Linked DNA regions of Sus scrofa: region 2 is linked to region 1. A link is a contact called in public Hi-C data. All regions are on one chromosome and are shown on one strand. Each heading gives the region's core, a stretch centred on a gene start, on an enhancer-like site or on the middle of the called end of the contact. The rest is flanking DNA. Distances are from core to core; before and after follow the strand shown. Region 1 overlaps EIF2S3 (eukaryotic translation initiation factor 2 subunit 3). Region 2 holds the start of ZFX (zinc finger X-chromosomal protein).

Region 1 (3,559 bases), core at 576-3,075:
ACATTTGATAAAAAGCACATGAAATCTTAGGTACCGAGAAAATTTTCCAGCATTGTGAGGGTAAAGTAAATGTGTATAAGTAAATCTGGCACAGCAAAAAGGAATCCATGACAACAAGAAAACTCAGCATTAATTAGAGTAATGCGGTAAAGAGTAGCACATACCATGTAACTTTTTAACAGCCTCATGGCAGAACCTTACTTTTAACTAGATTTTACTGTGTTGTTTATACAGACTCTCAAATACGCAAAATTTACACTCAGTCAACTTAACTTCCCCTTTCAAGTTCTAGGTGCCAATTAAGGGAAAAAATACTCTAGTTAATAACAGCTTATATAGCAAACAAAACTTTTGCAAACTCTGCCCTTGCAATAACCCTGTGTGGCAAGTACAGTCACATTTCTCTCTCTTCTTTAAACTGCTACATGACTATCTATCGCTTTATGCTATTAAAATTTTCATGTCTTTATCTTTTCTTCTTTGCCCAGTCTGAAAGCTAGGCACGGGCAACATGGGCTTCCCCAAAAAATGTAGCAGGTACTTTGTTCACAACAACTCAACATGTATTACCTGAATATATGCATCTTCACGTAATTCAGATAATCACACACAGAGAGAGATTAAAATTATTTGCCGGAGATTAATCCAGTCAGGCCTCCAAGTTATTCTTAGCTTACCTATGTTAATTGTGGCTTGCCTGCTGATCACTTCATGTGAAAGTGGTGTCAACTTGGTAACATCCTGCAATCAAACATTTTTCATTTTAAATCGCTGAACATGGGACGAATCACAATTTTGACATTTACATTTGCTACCTACATCTCGCCACCGTTTGAATAGCCCTCTTCCACTTCTAAAGCGCTTTTCCTGTGCAAGCAATCTCCGACAGTGACGACTGGGAAGCCCTAAAAGTCCTTCGTTGTTACACAAGACTACACCTCCACTGACAATGGGAAATGTGAAGGCTCGAGATCCCCCCAACCTTGAGAGCATTTGCATTAAAGACAATGCAGACACTCCCTTCCCAGACCTTCCGAAGTGAAAAACACCGTGACTTTCCAGCCCAAGCATTCGGGGGGGCTCCAGGTCCACGACCTTACAGCCCCATGCCCAGCTCGCAGGCTGGTGGAGGCGCCCGGGGCGGCGCGAGCACGCCGGGCTTCGGGGCTCCCTCCCAAATCCACGCTTCCGACAGCGTGGCACTGCCTTGTCTCAAAACCCTCCCGGGAGGCCTGGTCATCCCCACTCCCGGGCACACTCCACATCCTCCCAGATCAATGCCTTACCAAAGTCGCGAGATCCTGCCGAGAAAGATGCGGCTGCCCTAAAGTCACACCAGCCTCGCCCCCCGCCATCTTGCCCGGAGAGGAAGGAAGTGGCCCTGACGGCGGCCTGGCGGTGAGCAGGCCCCCGCGTGCGGGGCGGGGCCGCAGAGGCAGGAAGGCCGACTAGGGCTCAGGCCTGGGAGAGGAGGATGGTCGGCGCAGCGGAGGCCTTGCCGCTTAGACTTCTATCTTGATGAATTTATATTGTGCCTGCCAGCAGGCTGACTAGAAAACACCAGGCGAAGTTTCGGGATCTATTCGTAGCCGTCCTGTTGGATATTTGTGCAGGCAACGCTGAGGGCAGCCGCACGAGAGGCCCCTTGCTGGCGGGTGATGCAACCGACGCGCGCGCGCGGACGCGGGTGTAACCATATCCGTTTCTCGTGGGGGTGGTCCAAAGAGTTGCCCGGAACCTGAGAATTTTATCGGGGGTGTGAGGATAGACAGTGGGAAAGTCCTTCTTTACACATTCTATGATTGAGTAAGCCGAGATCGGCTCTGGGTCCTGCTGGTCTGTGATTGGGGCTCTGGGCCCGGAGGTGGGGGCCCGCTGAGCTGGCGGGCGGTAGGAAGGGCGCCCTCGCGCGGACGTTCAACCCAGAGATGGGAAAAGCAAAGTCTAACTTGTTCTCAGAGAGGTTTCTAGAGCCAGGGAGGTGGTCCATGGTGGCGCTAATGGAGTTAGCACGGCAAAGAAGCTGAATGTCATGAGAGCGCCCAAAGGGGTATCTTAAAGAGGCGACCGAGCAAACCCACTTCTTAACTGGAAAGGTTACCAATAAATCGGTATTTTAAAAATTTTGAATTTTTGATACTGACCCTTTTTTAATCCTGTTAAAAAGAATTCCAGTAAGGTTCGTTTCTCCCCATGAAAATTTCTACGCTTTGCAAATTTTCTATCATGTACAGGTATTCATTTCTAGACAGGAAAAAAAACGTAAGGAGAGATGAATAAGAATTTAGGTTATCTGTGGTCATTGAATACTTATGTAAGGTTGAAATTAATATGTTTTCTATCCCCTAAGTTTCAGGTACAGCAATTTAGCTGAAATAGGTAAAATTTCAATAATTCATTAGTTAAGTGATGGTAGAAACTGTACAGTATATTGCATTTGGGTGGAGGCATGTAGTTCCTAAGTTTATAATTGGTAATTTAGAAACTAAATGCCTCCATGGAAATATAACTTCTAAATTTTTAAGTTCCTAAGTGTAGAATTTATCTTACATTCTACACAGTTAGATGGTACCAGCCAATTCAGGAAACCCGTTGAATAAAGATGTGGAATTAGTGGTGATAGTTCCACAACTGCAAATGTAATTTAAAAAAATTTTTTTAATTGTACTGTTTAAAAGGGTGAATCTTGAAGTTCCTGTTGTGGCACAATGGGATTAGTGGCATTTCTGCAATGCTAGGATGCAGCAGGTTCAATCCCCGGCCAGGCACAGTGGGTTTAAGGATCCAGAATTTCCACAGCTTTGGTGTAGATTCCAACTGCTGCTAGGATCTGATTCCCTGGCACAGAAACTCTATATGCTGCTGGGCAGCCAAAAAATAAAAAGGTGTGTGTGTGTGTGTGTGTGTGTGTGTGTGTGAGAATCTTGACCTCCTGCCTTCTGAGATGGCACCCACTCTATCTCTCTCAATAAATCTACTTCTTACTTATCACTTTGCCTCTTGCCAAATTCTTTCTGGGCATAAACATAAAGACATAAAGAACCTGAACTTCAGAACAAAGGCACCCACCTAGGTAGAGGATGGCAACTTACTTATGGCTGAGTACAAGATTCCTAAAGTACCACCCTACTACCTCACCACTGATTGATGGTAGTCACATACCTTGCAGCCTTCAACCCATATTTTGCCTATAAAAATTTCTCCCCCCCCCCAAACAATTGGGGAGCTCAGGGTTTTTGAGCATGTGCCACCTGTTGTTCTTGCTTGGTCCTTTCTCTGCTTCAAAGAGAAAAAAAGGGGGGAGAGGGTGGCTTATGGTATGCGAATTATATCAATAAAAATATAAAATTTGTTGGTAATAATACATAATATGCTTTACTGTTGGAAACTTATTGGGAGTATAAATGTCACTGAAAATCATGCCATTAGTAAGAATAATATTAACATTGACATGAACTTAACAAGTATTAATTTTTATTTAAGTCTCACAACAATCTAATGAGGTATATACTATTATTCCCATTTTACAGGTGAAGAAACTGAGTCTTAAAAAGATTAG
Region 2 (3,785 bases), core at 504-3,003, 74 kb before region 1:
GAAAACTACTTCCTATCAAATTTTTTTTCTTTCTCATTCCTTTTTTTTTTTTTTTTCACTAGAGATGGCAGTGATTGCTGGAAAACAACCGCATCGAGGGCACCCTGACAGTCACGTGTGACTTCGCTAGAGTAAAAATAAAATGTCTTGGGGTCCCATTTGCAGTCATGAGTCCAGATCCCTGGCCCGCCATCCGCCCCGACGTCCCTCAAGTAGCTACAAGCGCCAGGGAAAGGCACGAGGCCGTGGGCGCTAAGGGACGAGATGGCCCCTGCACCCAGGGGCCAACGATGGCCGCCTGCGGCAGCACAGCTGAAATGCAGCGGAAGCAGCAGCCAGTCACGGGGCTGCGGCAGGCAGGCAGGGCAGGAAGGTGGCGCTGCCGCCGAGCGCCAGAAGCTGGAGCGACCATTATGGCGGCGAGGGCAATGGCCGCTGTGGGGAGCGAGCACGCCCCCTCCGCGCGCACACGCAGCCGCGCCGGGCCTTCGGAGCCCGGCACCGGATCCGCCGGCGCCGCCGCCGCCCGCTCTCCAACCCCCCCTCACGGGCTGTAGCGGAATTTTCACTTCAGACACCGCCTTCAAGATGGCGGCTCCCCCTCCCGGCAACCCCCTCAATCGTCCCCTGCAGCAGGCGCCGAGCCTCCGCCATCTTGTCCCCCGTCCCTCCCCCCCCGCCGATATTTACATAGCGAAAATCGGCCCGGCCGGCCTGCGGCCTTCACCTCACGCCTGCAGCCTTCGCCTCCTTGCCAGGCCTTGCCCCCGCGCGGTGCCCCGGGCCGGCCGCGGCACCGACCCGGGGCCCTTCAGCCGCCTCCCGAGGCACCGAGCGACCCTCCCCCAACCCGCGCCCGTTTGCGGAGCGCGCCTCCGCCGCCGCTCGGGGCAGCCGGGCTCCTCCCCAGGCCTAACTGCGGCCTCCTTGGGGCCTGCTCGGCGCCGCGCGCCACACCACCCGGCCTAGCGCGGAAGGGCGCCACGCGGGCCGCCGACCAGGCCGGGACCAGGCCCCTGCGCGCGCTCTAGGCCCCACGGCCGCGGCGGCGCCCGGAACTCACCGGACGGGCGTGCGGGCGGTCGGCGACGGTGGCGGGTGCTGCAGGCCGGCCTTTCTCTGGAGCACTGGGCCGGGCTCCGGCTGGTGGGGCGGGCGGAGGGAGGGAGGAGGGGCCGAGCTCGGAGCTGACAAAAAGCGGCCCAGCTCCCCGGCACGGGCCCGCCGTCAGCACGTCACGTCACCGCCCGGGAGAGAGACCCAGGAAAATGCGGAAGGGTAGATAGGCCCCCTCCTTCGCCCGGTGTGTCCCCCTGGCGCCCCGGTCGGCGCGCTCACGCCCCGCGACCGGGGAGCCCAGTGGCCTCGCTGCGGCGGGGTCTCCGGCGGCCGGAGTCTCCGTGACAGCGCCCCCCTTCTTTCCACCTCCTCCGCGCTCCCGCCCGCCGCCGCCGCTACACACGCGCCGCTGCCGCCGCCTCGGCCCTAAAGCCCGCGCGGGGCCGCGGTCCGCCGACCCCGCGGAGAGGCAGGCGGCCCACACCCGGCCCGGCCGCCCCCCACCATCTCCAGTGGGCCGCGGCCGCCCCCCGGGCCCTCCCCGGAGACCTACCGCCTCTCCGCGCGGGTCCTAGCCGAGGCGCCTGCTCGAGTTGTTTGCAGGCCCTCAGACCCCCGCCCGCAGTAAATGTGTTTTCTTCATTCCCGTGGCTGGAGAAGAAGATAAATTTAGCAACCCCCGCCGTCCCCTGCCTTCGCTATAAAAAAATAAAAAAAAAAAAAAAGATCTTTGAAATAAAATGAAAATAGGCTTGCCAGTCTAAATGAGTGTGTGGGCAAGAGGAGGGGGAGAAGGGTTATCCTAGAGCACCTATTAAACCGTTTAATTTTTTTTTTTAATAATTGTTCAATCAGGGAACCTGATTTTATTAGTTTACGGGGTGAAAAAATAAGGAAAAATGTTACATTTTGAACCGGTTTCGCACATTGCAATAAAGAGGAATTTGGAGTGTATATTTTCTCTGTATTTCAAAGTCGGGGAGTCTATGAAGTATGTGTTTTGTGTAGTTGTTTTATAAATAATGAATTTTTCACATTTAATAAATACAGAGAGAGGTAGCAGAATTGGGAAATGAATGTTTTTTACAAACTACTTAAGCTTTTCAAAGTTTAAGAAGACTTAGAAAAATACGTTTAAGTAAAACATCTATCAACTCCAAAAGTGTGTATTTGGCATTTTCAACAGTGAAACTTTTATGCTTTTTCCATATTGAACTTTGAAACCAAACTGTGACTAAAACTTACTAGTTAAACGTTAAATAACGTATCCTTTACATTCATCCGAATCTTACATGCTTTATTCCTTATTCAATTCACTAAATGTTAGGTAAAGGTATTTTTAAACAGTAAAGAACACAAAATTTATAAAGCAAATAGCGTATTGGTGTGAAGTCTCTTTAAATACAGAGGCCTTATATTTTAGTTTCCTGTCACAACTTTTTAAAAACTCCCAGAATGCAATTGGTCTTTTCCTTCAGACCTCTTACAATTATAAAATTGCTTTCAAAAAGAAAAAGCAAAGGTACAGTAATAAGAAATCTCTGAGAATGTACTTGATGGTAAATTTCCTCTGAAGGCTTTTACCTTGATTTTTTTCAAGCGATTAAATGATAAATGACTTGTCTCCATCAGTTATAGAAAATTCCACTGCACTGTGACATAGCCTGTATTCACAGAAAGGTAAATAAGACTAATTTTTTTTCAAGTGAAAAAAAGTGAGAAATAACTTGTATACCCACACTAACATGATTTCAAAATATTGATAACCAGCACTTAAGTACTTTCCTAGCACCTCCATTTAATGGTATGGCATGTCAAGAATGGGATCTCCTCAACCATGCTACTATAAGCAGCATGAACACAACCTGATGTCATCATTTTTGTTCCAGAATTACCACCAAACACTTTTTTTTTTTTTTTTCTTTTGTCTTTTGTCCTTTTAGGACTGCACCCAAGGCATATGGAGGTTCCCAGGCCAGGAGTCCAACCAGAGCTGTTGCTGCCGGTCTACACCAGAGCCACAGCAATGCCAGATCCGAGCTGCGTCTGTGACCTACACCACAGCTCACGGCTACGACGGATTCTTAACCCATTGAGCACTGCCAGGGATCGAACCCACAACCTCATGGTTCCTAGTCGGATTTCTTTCCACTGCACCACGAAGGGAACTCCACCATCAAATACTTCTAAGTCCGCTAGCATGTAAGAAAAAAGAGCCAAGGATCATAAACAAGAAAGATTTTGCTCAATTTAAAAAAACCAGGAGTTCCTGTCGTGGCTCAGTGGTTAACGAATCTGACTAGGAACCACGAGGTTGATAGTTCAATCTCTGGCCTTGCTCAGTGGGTTAAGGATCCGGCTTGCCATGAGCTGTGCTGTAGGTCACAGAGGCGGCTCGGATCTGGCGTTGCTGTGGCTCTGATGTAAACCAATGGCTACAGCTCTGATTAGACCCCTAGCCTGGGAACCTCCATATGCTGTGGGTGCGGCCCTAGAAAAGACAAAAAAAGTAAATGAATAAAATAAAAAAACAGATGTAGTTTAGATATTGATACTTCAAAAGAGCCTTTTGCCATTACTTTTCATCTGTAAAGAGACTGTTAACTTTGATAGGAAATAGGAAGGAAAGGATAGCCTAGTTCTATTAATTATATTCAATAAACCATTATTTTTTCTTTCTTTCTTTCTTTTTTTTTTTTGTCTTTTTAGGGCCACATCTGTGGCAT

What was found. Hi-C and Micro-C count contacts between places; a contact is called where the count stands out from the background.
Region 2: a Hi-C map of skeletal muscle shows a contact between it and region 1, with 4 times the contacts expected there. The contact joins the promoter of ZFX here to the enhancer-like site in region 1. A contact is called at or near these places in 2 of 5 promoter capture datasets (fetal liver and liver), 15 of 47 Hi-C or Micro-C datasets (alveolar macrophages, brain, embryonic fibroblasts and 9 more) and 1 of 2 datasets of contacts at active chromatin or transcription factors (alveolar macrophages).

What each region holds. Positions count from the first base shown.
Region 1 is chrX:20,144,742-20,148,300 of Sscrofa11.1, reverse strand. It overlaps EIF2S3 (eukaryotic translation initiation factor 2 subunit 3), which reads right to left. Exons shown (of 13, transcript XM_003134980.6): 2 at 1,287-1,738; 3 at 678-741. The coding sequence starts at 1,355. Among named protein-coding and RNA genes, the nearest start is that of EIF2S3, 17 kb to the right of the region's middle. Within about 2 kb of position 1,825, at least 81 of the 83 cell types and tissues checked have an H3K27ac peak or open chromatin away from gene starts, as enhancers often do. A contact at or near this core is called in alveolar macrophages, brain, embryonic fibroblasts and 7 more, where this site is marked.
Region 2 is chrX:20,218,780-20,222,564 of Sscrofa11.1, reverse strand. ZFX (zinc finger X-chromosomal protein) reads right to left here and starts at 1,753. Exons shown (of 8, transcript XM_021080656.1): 1 at 1,613-1,753.